Linked DNA regions of Gossypium hirsutum: all the other regions are linked to region 2. The links are chromatin contacts, called in public Hi-C maps. All regions are on one chromosome and are shown on one strand. The core of a region is the stretch at or near the end of the contact, and the rest is flanking DNA. Distances in the headings are between cores, read along the strand shown. Region 1 has its middle 40 kb from the start of LOC107886364. Region 2 holds the start of LOC107886376 (squamosa promoter-binding-like protein 16). Region 3 has its middle 100 kb from the start of LOC121227069. Region 4 holds the start of LOC107886377 (agamous-like MADS-box protein AGL9 homolog).

Region 1 (5,190 bases), core at 1,078-3,577, 760 kb before region 2:
ATTATGCAATTAAGACAATTCATATTGTTAAAACTGATGATTTTATATCGCAGTCTTTTATTGATTGAGTTTGAAAAACTTTCATAAAAGCTTGTTAGTTATGCCCATAATGGTTTAGAGAAATTATTGATTGAACGTATTTGATTAGTATCTAAACCATTACTTATGATAACTAAACTTCCTATTTCAACATGAGATTATGTTGATTTACGTGTTGTACACATCAAGCCAATAAGTTATAAATACTCCCCATTACAATTGGTTTTTAGTCAAGAGCTAAATATTTCTCATCTTTGAATTTGTGAATGTATGTATATGTCCCAATTGCTCCACCACAACGCACAAAGATGAGTGAATCATCAAAGAAATTTGGGAATATATATTAATTACAAGTTTCATTATATTATTAGATGTTTTGAATGTATTGGAGATTCAATTATGACATGTTTTGTGATTACTATTTTGATGTGATAGCTTTCCCGAAATTAAGGGGAGAGAAATAATAGTTGAATGAAATCACTGCTTGTTATCTAGATCCTTATAGAAAGTAATTTGAACCATAAGTCCAAAAAGGATAACTCACTTTATTACAAGTTAACTGTCAGATGTATTTACAAACTTAATGAGAAAAATCAAGTGTTATATACCATCTAATATTTGGAATCAAAGTCCCAGTAGGATAATTAGTTAGAATAAATAATAGATTGACCTATTCCAAAGATGAAAATTATTCTAGATGGCTATTTAATGGCAGGTACTCTAGAAGAGACCCAAGACTCTAATAACTAAAAGTCTAGAAGAGATTCAGGTACTTTAAATTGAAGATTCAAATGGTGAAAATAAAGAAATCTCGATAAGTTATGTCAATTCGAGAAAATGTGGAACCAATAATAAAATTGGTCTATAATGTTTTTGCGTGCAATATTATTGTTGAAATAATGAAATAAAATGAGGATCTTGAATAAATATATTGAGAAATATAAATATAGAATAGATTGGTCAAAATAGAAAAATGCAACTCAAGTGCAATTAATTTGTGGAGTTTTTGGACCAGTAGTCCAAATATCTAAAGGTATAAAGGTATAAAGCCAGTGAGGGTACAAATGAAATAGTTTTGCAAAAACGGAATAAAATGTGAAGTTTTTGCTAAGTCCTGGCATTGATTATGAAAAAAATATTCTTTTGTGGTGGATACAATAACCTTTAAATATATTATTAAACCGACAATTTATAAAATATTTAACTTGCGTCTAATGGTTGTTATTACAACCTTTTATGAATCACTATACAGTAAAGTTTATATTAAAATCCTTGAAGGATTTAGAATGCTAAAAGCATATTGAAATTCTTGAGAAATTTTTTATTTATATGAATTGAAATAATTTGAACATATGTGGTAAATTTGACTGAGTGAATAGTAGTTGAAATAATTTTAATATATGTGGTAAATTTGACTGGGTGAATAGTAGTTGAAGTAGGGTTATAAAATGATCCAAAATACCTATTTATATTTTTATAGAAGAATCATGATTAAAGTTTGTTATGATTATTGTTGAAACTCTTGAAAATATCAAAATATATTTCCCTAAAATTTTCTCACTCATGACTTTCAAAAGAATGGTGATAGAAATGCTTAGCAAATACATTCGAATAGTCATTTGAAAAACTAGTATTCAAGATTGAATACGTAGAATATGAGAAAGTATGTGATATTTTCATGAGGGGAGTATGTGATATTTTCATGAGAGGGAGTAAATACGCGCTGTACTCTTTTTTCCTTAACCAATGTTTTGTTCCATTGAGTTTTCCTGGTAAGGTTTTTAATGAAGCAGCATATTAGGGGTATTATAGATATGTGTACTTTGTTTCCTTCACTAGAAATTTTTTTCCCACATAGTTTTTATCTTAGTAAGGTTTTAACGAGACACATTATCAACAAATAGACATCCAAGGGGGAGTGTTATGAATATTTATTAAGTGGATGTCTATCAAGATGTAGATAAATTTTGATGTACTTTAAATTCTAATAGTAATTAGGAGTGGAGTTCTATTTCATTTATATTTCTTATATCTATAAATATAGACTTTGGATAAGCACTGTAGATGATTCCCATCAATCAATAAAATATGTTCTCTTTACTCTTTGATTCTCTTTATTTTTTATTCTTTGTATTTTATTTTATAACAAAAACTAAAATATTATAGGATAACTATAAGATCTTATAAAAGAAAAACTAACTAAAAAATTGCCTCGCACACACTAAAACTGTGTGGTTTATGAACCGTGGAAGTCATCTTTCCACACACCTTTGTTGGGCTTGGAACATGACATTAGATCTCGACTCATGGGCCCTGAATTTTTTTTTCAATTGAAACAAACATATATTGACAACCTAGTTAATGATATCAAAGAAAGTGCTCAGCATTGTATATATCAACTCAGTTTCAGTTTGACTTCCAACTCATGACTCAGTGTTTAATATGCTACCGATATTTACAATGATAAGTTACATTGTATGAGAAAAAATGCGGGTTTTAAATTATGGAAATAATGTTATTAGGAGAAATAATTGTAAATCTCGCAAAAAAATAATTTTTATAACAACATAATGTACAAATTAATTCCATTAAAAATATATTTATATTGCAGAGCAAGTGCGATTAGTATAAAAATCCCATAACAAATTTATTTTATTAATGCTAAAGTTAATAGGCATTAAAATCATTTTAACTGATATAGAATTATAATTAAAATTATTGTTAGACATTTATTTGATATGAATTCAAATTATGTCTATTGTATAAAAAACAAGAAATATTAACATTAAATTGTATTGTTAAGATTTCAATGATAATTGATGCATGTCAAGTCCTTTGCATCGAGTTACTAGGGTCACTCATAAATTGCTGAGTTTCTTGTTAATTTATTTTCAAAGTTATGACTCCTTTCTGCAATTCATTAGGTAGGAATAATGGAAATGTCAAATGGTGATTTTTTTTTTTAATTCACAATTTAGAGTGATGTATACATTTTCATTAATGAATTCTTTTTTTCCCTGCGTAACTTTTTTAGTAGCTTGAGCTTTCCAACAAAACTTTTAAACATAAAGTTAAAATAAAGAATAGACATTCCAAGAATATAATATCAAACTTTGTTGTTGTACTCCTTAAATTCATAAAGCTCTTATTAACAATTATTGTTTAAGTAGTTTTATTTTCACAAAATAGAACATAATTAAAGATGGTATAGAATAGAGTTGAGAACTTGTGAATTAGGTTTCATGATAATAAGGACAAATTCTGGATAATAAATGTAAGCCAAAATTAAATGCAATAAATTGTTTGACGCAAATATAAATGCAGGTAGGTTGCTGTTGGTCGGTCAAAGATTGAGAATGCAATATGATAAGGCAAAGTTTCCAAGTAATTATGTAATGTTTGGACTTCAAACACACCATTTCCCCAAAATAAAGTTGAAAGTTTCATCAAAAAACTAAACTCGTCTAAATACATAAGACAAAAAACATGACAACATCAGTTACGATAGATTGATAGAAGTATGAAACTTTGTTTTCAACCTTTCATTCTCGCTATGCCCAACCTTCTAAATTTTGTCTTCAAGAATCCAAATAAAATTCCAAAACTTTGGAAGGGTCCAAAATCTAAAAAATTTATAATTTGAATTTTTTTTTGAAGAGCCTAAAAATGCAACTTTTCTATTTGGTCAACATTAAAAACATTAAGGTTAAAAAATGTTCCAAGCTCATGTTGTTTTCGTATTTTTAAAATTTAATCCCATTTTTATTTCTAAGAATTTAATATCTTTAAAATTTCAAAATTAAAATTAAAGTGTTAGTATTATTGAAATTCTTATGTTGAACTCATTGGTTTGATATTTTGAAATAATAAAATGTTCACTTAATAGCCATATAACAAAAAAAATATGGTAATGAACCTGAATTTAATAAAAGAAATTTAACGATATTAACAATTTGATCTAAATCTTGAAAATTGAAAAGTATAAAAACTAAATTCTTAGAAATGAAAGTAGGAGATTAAATTCCAAATGTGCAAATAGTACAAAAACTTGGAGAATATTTTAACCAAAAATTAAACTATAAGGATTAAAATTACAATTACACTATTTAATCAAGGAGGCTAAGCCACTATGTACTCTTGTCTTCATCCTATAATAATATTATTAGAGTTGTCTGACCCAAATTTCTGTTAAAATAAAACATAGGTGACAAGATAAGGAGATTTGCGAAGGCGAAGGCCGAGGGCCAAAGTGGAATTAGTATAGAAGTTTACTTCTTCTATTTGATATTTGATTAGAATAAAGTGTTTTAACTTTACTGCATTACTTCTATTAGATTTTGATTAGAATATGGTTTTACAAACCTATAAATAGGCATAGTCTATACTCCTCTTATATCATTCAAATTCGACATAGTGAATTTTCTTCTCATCTGCCTTTTCACGAAAAATTCTGTGTGTTCTATTTTCTCTTTTTTTGCGATTCATTATCATTATCAACGTTTAATTTTCACAAATATATATAGCAATATTGAAAAAAATTAAAATTAAAATGAATACATTGAATGGCTAATGTTAAAAGTTTAATGTGTTTTGAATAAAGTAAATTTTTCTTAATTCTTCCTTTGGTTTTACGATGGTTGAACAAATAAAATTCCAATAACAACAATGAACAAAATGTTTTTGTTGTTGATATTGGGATAAAGAAGCCGAAATATTCAAATTCAAAGAAAAATAAGATGTTACATATTTGAGGGGCGTATGTTTTAGGAGCAAAATGTGAAACAAAAACATTAGGAGTGTATTTGTCTTGTTCAATACAACACTGTCCTTGTCTTCTTAAAATTCACAAATTGTAAATGAGGTATTTCATTTTCAAGAGATGTTGAAAGGAATAATGGAAATTTCTTTGTTCAAAAGTCAATACCTTCATCTTCTATTTTCAATTTCCTTGTTTTCATTTCACCAAAATAAACTTCAATTTTTTAAAAACATCAATGTAATTATCAGTTTCTCCCTCCAATTAAACCCTTCCATGCTGCATATTAAGTACCTTAATAATAAAATTCATTTTTAATGTATTTTTTTTCTTTTTCATTCTAATTTTTTAGCATAATAATAAATTTAATTTTTAAAATTTATATATATATATTA
Region 2 (4,839 bases), core at 1,930-4,429:
ACCAACTTAGCTTCGGCTAACTGAAATGGCACTAAGTGTGCGGAATCATTTTAGCTTCGGCTAACCCTTATAGCACTAAGTGTGCGAATGTTAAAGTATGAATAATTTACGAAAAGTTTTGAATTACTCAAGCAAGAAGTAATAATGAAAGTGAATAAGTATGGGAAGATCCAGGTATGTATGATACCTTTGTGCTAGATGACATTATCTAGGTGAAGTTTATTACTTATGGATTGGATTGGTATAGATTTGATAGATGATTTGAGAATTTATATATATTTATGTATTAATGTTTTATGTTTATATACTGTTGATAATTTTAGTACAAGCTTACTAAGCTTTTGAAAGCTTACTTTGTGTGTGTGTTTGATTTTTTTTTTTAGATATCGAAGCTACCACAAGCTCGAGGACTGTCAAGGATCATCACCATACTATCAAACTCATTTTGGTACTTTTAAAATGTAAATATTTTTAAGTATGGCATGTATAAGCTAGAATGTCTATGTATTTAAGCTTTGATATGTATATATATGTTATGCCATGAGAGTTGGCTAGCAAATGGTATGTTTTGTGCTTAGTTTTGGTAAATGGGTTGTGATGCCAAATTGTGTATACTTGTAATGGTTATATAGTCTTGTATGTGGTGGTCATTTTAAAATATACCAAGTTGAGGAAATGGTAAGTTTAAGCATGAGTTAGAAGGTGCTATAAGTGAGCTATGAAATGAGCATTTTGGCATGTTGTTGTAATAAGAATTTTAATGTGTTTTGGTATGGATTTGAATAGGTTATTGAATGGTGATGATTTAGTTATAATGAAGCATGTGTTGAACAGGGAATTGGCTGAAAATTTTAGTATAAATGTTGTTTAATATTGCTTGTCGGAATGATCCAAAAAGGGGTGGCAAGTTGGCTTAAACCAAGCCTGTATTTTGCCACACGGTCAGGGAACACGGGCGTGCCTTGTGGCCGTGTATGCAAAACAGTAACATCTTAAGATCACACGGTTAAGACACATGGGCGTGTCATATGGCCGTGGCCTCAAGTCAATAGCTAGCTAAGTATCACACGACCATAGCATACAGGCGTGTCTGTTGGTTGTGGGTGAAAGTTAGTATGTATGCCTTGTTTTGGCATGGTTGGTTCACATGGGCGTGTCTGGTGCCCGTGTGAGGCACACAGCTTGGTCACACGGACGTGTGACCTCAACAGAATTAAAAATTTTCTGAGTTCTGAAATTTATGAATGTGTTCGGTTTAGTTCCGACTGTCCTTAAAAGTATGTTTTAGGTCTCGTAGACCATCATAAGGGATGAATTGTTGATCATTGCCTATGTATTAATGTTATGTGATAATTGTGATTCTGAATTGGTCTAAAATGTTCTGTCTGTCTGGTAATGCCCCTTACCTATTCCGGCAACGGTTATGGGATAGGGGTGTTACAGATTGGAAGTTGGATGAGCTATTTATAGGTTTTGGAATTAAGGTTCTATTAGGGTTTTAAGAGAACCTTAATGCTCATGGATGGCAGATCAATTTAAATTGTAATTTCTTTTTCAAATAATCGACCACAAATAAAGATGTACAATATTTTTTTTAATTTTTACAAAGAACTAGACACTCATGAGTGTCAAGTTCGTTTTAAGTATTATCCACATGTTAAGAAAATAAGTTATATTGTTACAATTTAAAGTTAATCATTTTACACGGAGTTGATACTCACCGGTGTCAAGGTGCTTCAATAATTTTACAATAGTTATTCTAATTCAATGAGATTCAAAAAAACTTAATGATACAATACATTTTATTAAACTCTGACACCCATAAGTATTAGGTTAATCATAACAAAGTATATTTCTGAAATTTAATTTTTAATGATATCTATTTTACTAAATGATAAAAAAATTTACTCTACTTACGTACAAAAAGTGAATAACTAGATAAGTGCAATTAAAATTAATATTAGAATATGTTACTTGGATACAAAGTACAAACATAATAGTGATTATAAGATGAAAATGAAAATACTAATTAAATACATTAATATAAAATTTTGTTTTTGGTTAAATTGCTTGTCTTTTTCTAAATAATTATTTGGTACATAGATTGTAAATATTTAAAATTTCATAAGTGAATTTGAGATTTTTTTATGTGAATTTAAGTTGTATTTAAATAATTAAAAATAAATAAATAATACAAAATCTTATCTCCCTTGGTGGAGTTGAAAGTTTTCATCATTTGTGTATTAAATAATTATTTTTATAAAAAAATATTTAAAAATTTAACATGTATTATTTTATACATTAACAGTTTTAATTAGTAAACAAATTATTTAAAACTTATATATAATGACTTTTTTAGGGTTAAAGCCGACAGCCTAATGCCCCCTCTCTTACTCAATCATTATTCCATTTGTTGCTGCTACTGATGAAGAAAAACATCATATCCAAAATTACAAGTCAACAAAAGTATGGGTTAATACACAGAAAATCAAAATATTAGACTTCAATTTTGTTTTATTTATTCCAAAATTAAATTGAACCCAATAGTCATGTTAATGGCATGATAAAAGGTTCCCAGGTGCAAAATTGGGTTCCAATATGATATAATCTTCCTTATTATTATATACCCAAATTAATATTTTCTTTATTATATAATCTTTTTTTTCTATTTTACCGAATTTCAGGTTTTGGTTCAAAATTTAAAATAGAATCATGTGCTTTTTCATGTGAAATAAAACAAATTCTGAAATACAATTGAATAGTGAAGTATATTCAAAACAAATTAATTCGTAAAAGAATCTTTTTAAAAATTCATAATTAATCTTTTAACCGTCTAATTTTATAAAGAAAAATTATTTTAATTTTTCACTTTTTTAATTTTTGAACTTACCGACCTCAAAATAGATAACAAAAAAACAAATCATCCTAAAATTGAATTTAGGAAAAAAATATTTTTAAGAAAAATTATAATTAAAAAACAAAAAATATTTGATAAAATCAAATTAAAATAAAACTAAATAACCAAGACATCCAGCAAAGGACAAACAAACAAATAAAATCGGAACCGGAAAGTGAAACACAACACATAGGCCTTTTGTACTTTTTTTTCCCTCTCTCTCCGGATAAAAGGTTGATACTTAAAAAAGCAATTAGAACACCCTGTCACTTTCCTTGCCACTCGTTTCTTTTTTCTTTTCAGCAACCATTATTATTGAGTTTCATTTTATTATGCAACTTGTTTCTAACTTTCAAAGCTCTCTACACCTATAAAATAAGCTGGAAACCTTACATGCTCATCTCCTTTGCCACTTTCACTTCTCTCTCTTAATCTCCATTGTTGAATAAATTATTAACCCTAGCTTAGCTTAACCCTAGCTTAGCTTTCATAGATTAAGAAGCTCACAATCCCTTTCTTAAATGGCTATTTGTTCTTGTGCTCAAAAGTAGTTTTTTTTCACTTCACACTTCTCCCCATTTCAAACTTTTTTTTCTCCTTTTTCACAGCTTATCTGAAACTATCATTGCAGAACGTGCCCAGCTTCTGCTAGATTTCTCTCAGGTACCCCTTCACCCTTTTACTTACCTCTTTATATATGGTAAGCAAAATACTAATTCAAAGTGCTTCATTCTTTTTAAGAAATTAGATGTAACTCTATACTTTATGCTAATAAAAATCGTAGGGTTGTTTTAGGGAGAAAGTTTAGGTCTCTTTATTACTTATCTACTAAATTTATTTTAATAAAATTAACATTTGTTACTGTTTGAGATATACGTGGGTTGAACCTTAAACAATATTAAAAAATATAAATAAAAATAGCCGTGATATAAAAAATATTTTATTATATTTTTTAAATCGTATATATCAATTTTATAAAAATTAAATAAATGTATTTAATAGTAAACTAAAGTGGTTTCTTCTGGTCGTTGCAATGATAACTATATGTCACGGTTGAAAAAGACCCATATGGTCTTCCCCCCCCCCCCGCCCTTTTTAGTAAATCAACGGGGTTTAGTATATTCACCAACCTTTGCTCCAACTTTATAAAGTGAAAAAGTCTCTACTTTGGGAAATACCCACTCAACCTAAGAACAAAAATACAATTACTAACATGTTTTTTTTGGGGTTCAATACAAGTTCAACATTTCCAACGAATTATTATTTAAGCCCAATTGGGATTTTAAAAAGTTTTAAGTGTTTTGTTTCAATATAAAAAGGAAAAAGAAAAACACATATTGTGGCAAAGGCCTTTCTTTGTTTTCCAAAAGTATCTTCCATGCTACTTGTGGTTGGGATGCGAGTGCCACTCCATTGATGTCACACTGTTTACAACATTTCCAATGTCTTATTTTTAAATTCAATTCCCAAAAGCCATGTTACCTATTAAAATTCAAAAAAAGATAAATTTAACTTTAAATATCATAAAAGGTGGGGGGCCTATTACCATTAAGACCGCCTTCCTTTCCTTTCACACTCTTTTCCTTGACAAATGTATGATGTTTTATAGTTTCTTTTTAATATTCACATATTTATAAAACAACAAACACAGATAATGAGATTCATTAAGATCATTCAAATTGCTAAACATCTTGAAATTTTTAAATATAGTCATGTTTTGCTCTTATATGAATCATAATAACATGGCTGAACAGGACAATGGAAGAGTCAACATTAGACTTCTTTTTATACTTCTCCCATTGTAATAGCAAGTATGTTCATGACTCTTTTGACACATTTACAACTTTGCACCATCATTCCCATTCAAAATTTTTCAAGTTATAATTCAAAATTTCATTTCTTCCACTTAAACTTATTAAGTAGTAAGTATTAATTGTCAACGA
Region 3 (5,075 bases), core at 2,546-5,045, 570 kb after region 2:
ACATATCTGAATCCATCTTGGGATGATCTTGTGAAACACCTGTCAACGAAGTACATTAAATAATGCAACATTACGTAATAACAATATTATTCAAAAACCTTAGAAGTTTAATGATACTGTACCGACAACACATGTATATGGACTTTTGTACTTTTTATCTCCCACAAGCCTGTCTTTTTCCTCAACGAGGCCATGATTTTCCATGAACATGTACCATCTTGCACTACACACTTGGCCTCAAACTTATCAAATTTAGATTTAACCACTTTGTAGTTAACCCCGTTCATGATGCTATGTTGTTTTAATGCACCGATAAAACTATCTTTATTGGAAAACTTATTACCAACTTCCAATTCACCTGAATCCAATGAGGAACTTGTACGATCATGCCTTCTGTGTGGTAGATCTTGAAACTCCAACACATCATCTTGAGATAGATCGACATTATGCATGTGGGCTGGAGGTGAGTACACCCTGAATCATGGATCTTCTTCTTCATCTGAACCCCCTTCAACATCTTCAAGTACCGTTGGAATAGGCTCCAGTTCAAAAAATAATGCAACTTCTGCACCATCAGGCCCGGGCTCTCGAGGTGGATCCACATCGGACTCATCATCTGACCCACCATCATCTGCAACAAAAGAGGTCCCCTCACTGGTGGACGTCGTAGGGAGTACATCATCCCTTCTTGTGGACGTTTCACAACATCTCCAATCAGAAGTGGATTGCCAACCACTAGAAGTTGATGTCATTCCCCAGTATGTATTTCCAACATCAAACATCGACCCACTGAGGTGCATATCCCATCCACTAACGGAGTGTCGTGCAAGGGTTGGGTATTCCATACTGCTACTAAACACGGGCACTTCCATGTTTTGCCATCCACTAACGGAGTGTCGGACAGGGGTCGTGTATTCCTCTCGATCGGCAGTAAATGTTGAAGCTGCAAATGCATCATTTGGCAATGAAAATTGTACATATAACTCAACATAGGGTGATCCACTAACGAGATGAGTCTGCAACATTACCTCCAAGCTACGAGCGCCTTTGATGTCGAATGAGTCATATGTCACAGGATCAACTGATACACAAAATCGATACTTAATAGACAAAACTTTCATTGGCGTCGTTCCGAAGATTTTACGCCTAATTCTTTTACGAAGTTCTATCAAATCTATGTTCTGGTTAAAAACCAGTCTCGCTGTGTTCTCCGATAAAAAACAACACCGTTTTTGGTGTTACAGACCTCACCATCATAGTAAATAACAGCACTAATACGTTCACTCATCTTCAATTTCTTTTCTTCTTCGCCTCTCTAATTTTTTTTTTTGCTGTAAGTTATGCAACCTGAGAATAAAATTTGGCTCATTTGTAGGCTCATTTTTCTGCGAACTACTGTAGCAAAAGAGCATCCACGTGGGAGCTTTTTTCAGAACTTTTTGCCAACAGTGCATCCTACTTGAAGCATTTTCGACACTATTCGTTCAAAAACGTCTACTCAGGCTCATTTTCTTGCGAACTACTATAGCAAAAGAGCGTCCATGTGGAAGCTTTTTTCAAAACTTTTAGGGTTTAGGGTTTAAGGTTTAACGCGAGACCTTTTTCAGAACTTTTGCTGACAGTGCATCCTGTTTGAAACGTTTTCGACAATATTTGTTCAAAAACGTCGACTTAGACTCATTTTTTGCGAACTACTGTAGCAAAAGAGCGTCCACGTGGAAGCTTTTTTCAAAACTTTAGCCGATAGTGCATCCTGCTTGAAGCGTTTTCGACACTATTTGTTTAGAAACGTTGACTCAGGCTCATGTTTCTGCGAACTACTATAGCAAAAGAGCGTCCACGTGGAAGCTTTTTTCAGAACTTTTGCTGACAGTGCATCCTACTTGAAGCGTTTTCGACACTATCTGTTCAGAAACATCTACTCAGATTTATTTTTCTACGAACTACTGTAGCAAAAAAAGCGTCCATGTGGGAGTTTTTTCCAGAAATTTTCTGACATTGCATCCTGCATGAAGCGTTTTCGACACTATTTGTTCAGAAATGTCTACTCAAAATTATTCTTGCAGAAACCCTAAACCTTAAACCCTAAGAAAAAATTATATTGCTTATATGTTTTTTTTCTAATACCCTAAACACAAATTTATTTAAAAACACTAAACCCTAATTTAATCAATTAATCTTAAACCCTAAATTCTAATTTAGTATTTAGTATTTAAAATTAATATTTAATTTAATGAATTAACCTTAAAACCCTAAACCTTAATTCAATTAATTTTTCTCAAAACCCTATACTTAGCATAGTGCCAGTATGTATGTATGCTGCAATCATGTTATCTTTGAGAATTTCTTTTTTGTGTATGTATATTAGAAATTAATAATTAAAAAAAATCAGAAATGAGCTTGTTACAAGGTAAAAGAAACTTAGCCGGTGGATCAAAAATAAAATGATCTAAGCCATGATAAGGGAAAAAAACTTAAATGCTGAAGTAATCGAATTACCAAGTTGTTGTTTACACGTTAAGAGTTATTTAAGGATTTTTACAAAAATATTATAAGAAATAAAATATTGAAATAGTATGTTTAAACGATCATGTATCAATTAACCTTAATTTAATCAATCCCTAATTTAATCAATTAACCGCAAACCCTTAAACTCTAATTTAGTATTTAGTATTTAAAATTACTAGTTAATTTAAACCCCAAATCAATTAATCTTTTTATAAACCCTAAAAACCCTAAAACCCTAAAATATAAAAAACCCTAACCCTAAAATATAAAAAACCCTAACCCTAAAAACCCTAAAAACTCTAACGTAAAAAACGGGCAAAACGCTTCCCTAGGGGAGCGTTTTTGTCCACGTCAACAAAGCACTCCCTCTAGGAAGCATTTTCTGCTGACGTGGACAAAAGCGCTCCCCCAGGGAAGCGTTTTGCTGACAAGTACTCTGAAAGCACGCTGACGTGAACGCGTTTTCGGGAAAAATAGCCTAGTCCGGTAAATAACCAAAAAATCGGCTCATTTCTGTAATTAACTTTAAAAAAGAGTATTTTTCAGTAAAACGCCCTTTAATGTGATTGATACTTTTAAATATCAAATTAAAAAAATAAGTACCAAAATTAAAAAATATATATACTTTATAATTAAACCGTGAACCATGCCATAAATAATTATATTTCCACCCTTCAATAATTTATCTTTTCTATTTTCTTTGCTTGGGCAAAGCTCAAGTGTAGATTTAGCAATCCCTAGCTGCTGATAAGACTTCCAATACCGATAACCCCACTAGATGTGACTTCTTTAAAGAGAAGTATACAAAAAGGGAATAATGTCCACATGTCATTATTATGTTGACATTTATAGTGTCTTCCTTGAAATGGCAACCAAAATTTGACATTTCCTAACCCATCCCTCCACCATTTATTATTTACATTAACTCTCGATAACAATAATTACAAAATATTTTTTAAATAATTAATCATGAAATATAATTCATCCTCATTCTTAACAAGTAATCACCACGTCAGGTTTGATCATTATTTTAAATCATGACATTCTATTACATTTAAGCTGCTCTGGTCCTCAACCACCGCCCAATTTACACTCGATTTTCATCACTCAAATTTCAACACAAGCAACGTGTGTCGATTTGAAATTCTGGAGAAATACATATAACCGGAATATTTTTATTACTTATTTTTACTGAAAACCATCTCTTTCAAATGGGCCATTGCGATTGATGATTGAAGTGATGTAAATAAGGACACAGAGAGATTAGTTAGGTATCGCTGTCAAATGGGGGAAGTGGGTTTTCTTTTTACAAATTCTAAGTTAGATAACATTTTCTTTTAGCTATATTCTTAACCGGCTATAATTAAATGAATATGAATTGAATGATATTCTTTTTATCAAAGCTTAAATAGTAAAATAGTATTTGATATTTTAATTTCTTTATCACAAGTGGTATTATCCCACTTATTAAAAAAATACTTTTAAGTTAAAATTTAATTTAAAAGATAAGATTGAATAAAATTAAATTATTAAAAATCAAATTTAGTTAAATCTTTTTTATTTTTTAACTGTGAGATAATATTTTTTGTAATATCTTTTTTCCTACTAAACTTCTCCCTAGTATTTGGCTTTATATTTTATCTAGGTTTTTTCTATTGTAGAGGTTCATCCAACAATAATTGTTTTATACAAATTATATAGAAAAGAAAGAATAAATTATTTAAAAAAAATACATGGATTTTGGATCTAGGTGAGAAAAAAAGATCAAAATTGAGGCTAAAAAAACTCATCGAAATATGAATATTGTTGCTGAAAATTGGGTTTTGATAAAATTTTTACAGATTATTAAAGTTTTTGTAACTGAAGTTTTTGAGTGAATAACAAAACTAATGAATATGTTTATAATGTTTTTTTTTAAGAAAAAAGCATAAGAAAATATTATTTTTCAATTTTAAAAGTGTTATGTATCATAAAATGATTGATTAAGAATTTTTTTTTAAAATCGTTTAAATAATTTAAATAATAAAATATAATTTAAGTACCATCGAAGATAATGAAATATAATTTAAGTATAGTTATGATAAAAATAAATTAAATATCAACTTAAAAAATATAGTTTAAATAGCGTTTTATGAATTGGTTGTGTTAATATTACTGTGGATAATTAAGGTCGTCCCCAACAGCAGCAGAGTGCGTGGTCTGGCCCTATATAGGTGTATAATTGCAGCACGTTGCAACCCACGAAGCTTGGCGTCACTTCAGAATACAAAGAGAAACCCACGTGGTCTTGACTCTTAATTTTGTCTCACCCTCCCCACTTGGCCGTTTGCCTTTGCCTTTGCCTTTGGTTTTTCATTGATTCTTTTCTTAATTTCTGAACCACTTCTTCCTCAACGCACCAGATCCATCTCTTTATCTGATTTTTTATTACATTTTTAATAAGGCAAAGTATTCACATACCGCATTATTATCCCATTTTTATTTTTTGTTTGGAAAAAGTAGTTTATTTTTAACATTTATTTATAGTTAAGTTTAAACATAATATTAACAGATTTTATATTTGTTTA
Region 4 (5,290 bases), core at 2,617-5,116, 790 kb after region 2:
TTTATCATCAACCCCTTCTGGTTTTTCTTCCTCAATGGCAATATCTAGACCCTGTTGAAAGAGGGCATCTAGAAGCTCACTTTGCCACATGCCAAAATGACCTGTTCCATCAAAAATTTCCACTACAAATCTCGTATTTGCAGTTCCAATCCTCGGCAAAATGTACGAAGTGGAAGTTGTTGATATGGATGGTTTTTCTTCTGTCATTTTTGCCATAGCTTCTACTTAATAGCCACCAAATGCAGAATACCCACAAGCTTTAGGAAATGTTTCTGATGTGTAAGATCAGACTAAGCTGCAAACACAGAGCATACTACAAAACCTTGGCTCGGATACCAATTGTTGCGGAAGCGACGATAATATTAATAACAATATTATCAGAAATATTTAGATAATTATTATGCCAACAATTATACTAAGAAAATTCCCAGTTAAATTGGAGGGGTCACAAATGGTCCCGCTTAAAACCCAACAACTAGACAGAACTCACTTAGATATTTATAGCAATAATAACTAAATAAATATAACCAACATAAAGCTATTAAATATAAGCAAACAAATAAGAAATAAAATACCAGAGATTTAACGAGGTTCGGCCAATTTAGCTTACGTCCTCGGACACTACCAAATCAATATTTCTTCTAGAAATATTACAAAGGAGAAGATTTTGGGATGATACAACCAAAGGGGGAGGGGTTCTATATATAACAAACCAAACCCCCTCCCTTTCTATCTTTTCCTAATGTGGGATATTGCCAATATTCAACAAAATGGTCATGCCTTTTTCCCTCCTATGACCAAGTTGCCTCTGCTCCAAACGAGTTGACTTCGACTCTATAATGGACGAGGGATATCCGATTTCACCGATCACTGTAGAACCTTCTAGAATACAAAGACTGCTAGTTCTTTTACCTTTTAACAAAACGAGAGCTCCACGAGATACTTTAATATCGCTTCACTCGATGTTGATTCTGCATCCTTTCAAGTCTAAAATACTTAATGAGATGATATTCTTTCGTAAATTAAGTATATACCTGACATCTAAGAGTGTCCTAATCGTCCCATCATGTATCCTAATTTTAACAGTACCAATACTAATTGCCCTACTAGATGAATCGTTTCTCATGCTCACAACTCCACATTCAACTTAACTGTATGTGGAGAACTATTCTCTATTGGGACACATATGGAAAGAACATCTCGAATTTAGGATCCACTTAGACGTGAGCTTGGAGTTATCGCTCGGTGACACTAACAAGAAATCATCACCGCTTTTATCAGCCAAATTAACACCAGCTACATCTTCCTCATTACACTCAGCAGCTCTTTTATTTCGCAGTTTATAACCATCTGCTTTGACGTGACCTAACTTTTTACAATAGCGACACCTTTTCTGTAATTTCTTTGATGCTACCAAAACGGAAACTTGCTTATCTGTCTTACTATCCAAACCAAACTCATTGTTGAGTTTGTCTTTAATCAACAAATGACCATTCACATTTTCAAATGAGAGTTTGACTCTGCCATAAATCAGGGTCTCCCTGAAAGACTTATATGAAAAGGGTAAAGAGCACAATAATAGCATAGCCTGATCTTCATCGTCAATATGAACCTTAACATTCTTTAAATAATTTAAAAGAGTAATGGATTGACTAATGTGATCTCTAAGAAGCTCACATTCGTTCATGCGAAATGTAAATAGACTTTTTTTAAACACTAAACGGTTAGCCAGAAATTTAGTCGCATAAAGAGTTTTTAACCTTTTCCACAAGGCAAATGATGTCGCATAAGGAGTTTTTAACCTTTTCCACAAGGAAAATGAGGTTTTCTCCATCAATACCTCCTGCAATACCATATTCACGATGCATAACTGGATTGCAAACAAGGCCTTTTCATCAAGCTCTTCCCATTCTGTTTAATTTAGATTCTCAGGCTTTTTCTCGGTAACAACCTTTTTCAAGCCGGTTTAAACTAGAATTGCAATCATCTGAACTTGCCACAAATTGAAATTTGTCTCATCATCATACTTCTTAATTTCAAACCTTATTGCTGCCATATCTAAATGGGCTGATCTATGAATATTGAACTAGCTCTGATACCACTTGTTAGGATCGACCCTATTAAGCAACAAGAAAAAAAATATCGGAATAAATTGAGAAATTGAACACACAAATTTAACGTGAAAAAACCCCTCCAAAGAGGATAAAAAACCACGGTCAAAAATAATTTTACTATAATGGCAAAACAAATAGTACAAAAGATGGAGATAAAAATTAAACCCCTAAAACCCGAAAATAAAAAACCCTCAAAACAAAAATACAAAATTCTCTAAATGTGTTATGAGTTCTAATATCTAATGGGTGTATTTTCTAAAATTGTAAAAGAGCCTATTTATAGGCTAAATTCATAGGCCAAATAATAATAAAATAATCTAAACTAATTAGTGTTTGATTAAAACAAATAAACAGAGTTTAACTAGAAAATTATTTCTCAAATTTGACTGAAATAAGAGTCATACTTAACACCAACAAAAACATGGACCATATAATAGGACGCAATGATGCACGAAAGTATGAAAAATATTGCAAATTGATGCATAAAATCATGAAACCATACTAGCTATCATGTGTTCAATGTATATTCATATATAAGTATAAGAAATAACTATTTAAAAATTAATTTTTTTTCGTATTTGATCCTTTTTCTAAATTCCAAATAATGTTCGACGTAATTACATTAAATTAATGCAAAATGAGTTAAAAAGAAACTAAATCATAAGGGTTTGGGTCATTTATATGAAATAATCACATACAGCAGCTAACATATGCAATCGTTTCAATAATTCCTTGCAAAATGTACAAAGGGAGGGGGGGAATTAAGAAATTAATGTGAGAACCACAATTAGCAAGCTTCTCCTTTAATTCCTTCAAAACTCTCCAACCTTCGAACTAATTAAAAATATATATACACATAGATACATATATTTTGCTCTTTTCAGCTTTTCTTATCTCTCTCAGTAACATTTGCTTCGCCTCTAATCATGCAATTCTTGTTATCATCATTAAAGTTATGGATTTGACTCCACAACTCCAGTAATCTCAGCATGCACACTCCTTTGTATACAATACCAAGATAAAACTTATTATAGTAAAAAATCAAGGCTTTATTCTTATGAAAAAACATTGTTCTATGATCCATGACATCATCACGACATGCTGCTAATTAATTAATTAAGTTAACCATATTAGGATTACGTTAGAAGATTGCAAGACAAGGATTTGTCTTAAAAATTAAAAAGACCAAGCAGAAGGGTAATTACGTAAATAGAAGGGAACAGATTGCGGAGGGTTCACCTTCTTAAGGTTAGGTCATACGATTGCCCGAACCCTAAAATGGTCAGTTGGATCATTACAAGTCTATGTACTTCTCCATTCGACACGTAGCAGTGTGGCAGTGATCCTTTTGCATTGACTGGTTAAGGTTTCTCAGCTTCTTCGTCTTTGGCTGTTCCTTGTTTCTCACCGTTGGATGGGGTTGATCCAACGGGCAATGGGTGAAGCTTAAGTAAAGGTACAAAAGAAAGTAGGTCCCTTGGAGATATAATATACCTAAAGGAAAATCCTTTTTGTTTAGGCTGTCTTATCATTTTGTTTAGTGCGTAAAACAAAGCAAAAGGTTTAAGTTTTTTTTGTTTGTTGGGGGGGCGGGGGGGTTAATTCTGATTACTTGATGGATGAAGTTGTTAGCGAAAGCGTATCATCCATGACAGAATAAATAGAGAGAAAAGCAAGAAGAAGAACAAAAGTGTTAAAGAGAGAGTGTTTGGGGTATTGCAAAGATAATATTTTTATTGGGGAAAAAAAGAATGGGGAGAGGTAGGGTTGAGTTGAAGAGAATTGAGAACAAGATTAACAGGCAAGTAACTTTTGCTAAGAGAAGGAATGGGCTTTTGAAGAAAGCCTATGAGCTTTCCGTTCTTTGTGATGCAGAGGTTGCTCTCATCATCTTCTCCAATAGGGGAAAACTGTACGAGTTTTGCAGTAGTTCAAGGTATCACCAAAACTATTTCACCTTTTTTCTTTTTTGGTACCCTCTTTCAAAACCCCAAAACCAACAGGGTTTTTTTTTTTCGTAAAACAACGCAAGCTCTCGCTTCTTTCTTTTTGCTTGCTTTGATTTCTGACTTTTGGGGGTTCAAAGAGGAGGGTTTTTTTGCTGTTTTGGGTGTGATTTTGGGGTATTCAAGTTATGGGAGAAAATTTTGAGAAAAGAGTGAAATTTTATAATATAAAGCTATGTTTGAGTTTTACCGTTTTGGTGAATGTCTTGGCGTTTGCCTGTGTGTTTTTCCTCTTCTTCTTGATGTTAGATCTGCAATTCTAAATCGTCAAAAGACAACATCCCTCTCTTGTGTATATATATATATATTCCCACTTTAATTTCTTCTCTTCCTTCTTTGATCTCTTTGGTTTTATCACCCCTTTCCTTTCCCCTCTTTCATCCTTACATATATATATTAACTACAAGTTTGTTTTTAAAATCTCCGATCTAACGTCTTTCATGTTTAACATAAGAAGCTGAAAGATCTCTTGCAGATTAGCTTTGAATACTTTTATTCTTTCTTTAATTTCTCTCGTTCAAGCTTTGATTAGATCCTGTTTTTTTCCTCTTAAATCATTATAGATCATGTATATTAATTTCTCATATAAACAACCAAAAGCTTATTTAGATAAAAGGAAAAAAAAAGAACAGAAAGAAAGCTTTCGATGAGCTCATAAATTTACACGATCTGAGCTTAGGGTTTTATTTTAAAGTTTCAAACTTAATCCCATATCTAAAAGCAGACTTCAACCTGGTTTATTTTTCTAAAACAAAACAGATAAAAAAAACCCAAGGATACCTGTTTGAGATGTTACAAAAACAAAATCAAAACAGTAAAGACAAACAAGAGATTTCAGCCTGTCGTTTCTACTTTTTCAGATGTGTCTTTTCTTTCTTACAAACCAACTTCCTTCTTTCCAATGGATTCTATCATGTCTGCGATCTATTTCAATGGATCACTTAAAAGGGTACATCTCCATCAATGCTTCTGAGTTTCTAAGGTTTTGATTCTCCCAAAGCTGCTGCCCCCCATGTTAGGGTTTTCAACTTTCTTTTCCTTCGCTTTAAAATCTAAATTTCGTTTAGAAGGCTGAAATATTTGATGTTTTTAATTCTTTCAATTGATCTACTTGCATGAGCGCTGCTTGTCTTAATTCCACTGGTCTAGAATATTAATTAACGCAAATGT

Evidence for each region. A called contact is a pair of places that touch in the nucleus more often than the background predicts.
Region 1: a contact with region 2 is called in a Hi-C map of leaf, with 3 times the contacts expected there. The contact joins the enhancer-like site here to the promoter of LOC107886376 in region 2. A contact is called at or near these places in 2 of 34 Hi-C or Micro-C datasets (both in leaf).
Region 3: a Hi-C map of leaf shows a contact between it and region 2, with 1.8 times the contacts expected there. The contact joins the enhancer-like site here to the promoter of LOC107886376 in region 2. A contact is called at or near these places in 4 of 34 Hi-C or Micro-C datasets (leaf and petal).
Region 4: a Hi-C map of leaf shows a contact between it and region 2, with 4 times the contacts expected there. The contact joins the promoter of LOC107886377 here to the promoter of LOC107886376 in region 2. A contact is called at or near these places in 8 of 34 Hi-C or Micro-C datasets (anther, leaf and petal).

Annotation. Positions count from the first base shown.
Region 1 is chrA03:78,668,613-78,673,802 of Gossypium_hirsutum_v2.1, reverse strand. No RefSeq gene overlaps it. Among protein-coding and RNA genes, the nearest start is that of LOC107886364, 40 kb to the right of the region's middle. Within about 2 kb of position 2,327, at least 1 of the 9 cell types and tissues checked has an H3K27ac peak or open chromatin away from gene starts, as enhancers often do. A contact at or near this core is called in leaf, where this site is marked.
Region 2 is chrA03:77,913,731-77,918,569 of Gossypium_hirsutum_v2.1, reverse strand. It overlaps LOC107886376 (squamosa promoter-binding-like protein 16), which reads left to right and starts at 3,179. Exons shown (of 4, transcript XM_016810306.2): 1 at 3,179-3,559.
Region 3 is chrA03:77,341,866-77,346,940 of Gossypium_hirsutum_v2.1, reverse strand. No RefSeq gene overlaps it. Among protein-coding and RNA genes, the nearest start is that of LOC121227069, 100 kb to the right of the region's middle. Within about 2 kb of position 3,795, at least 4 of the 9 cell types and tissues checked have an H3K27ac peak or open chromatin away from gene starts, as enhancers often do. A contact at or near this core is called in leaf, where this site is marked.
Region 4 is chrA03:77,123,620-77,128,909 of Gossypium_hirsutum_v2.1, reverse strand. LOC107886377 (agamous-like MADS-box protein AGL9 homolog) reads left to right here and starts at 3,866. Exons shown (of 8, transcript NM_001326726.1): 1 at 3,866-4,050. The coding sequence starts at 3,866.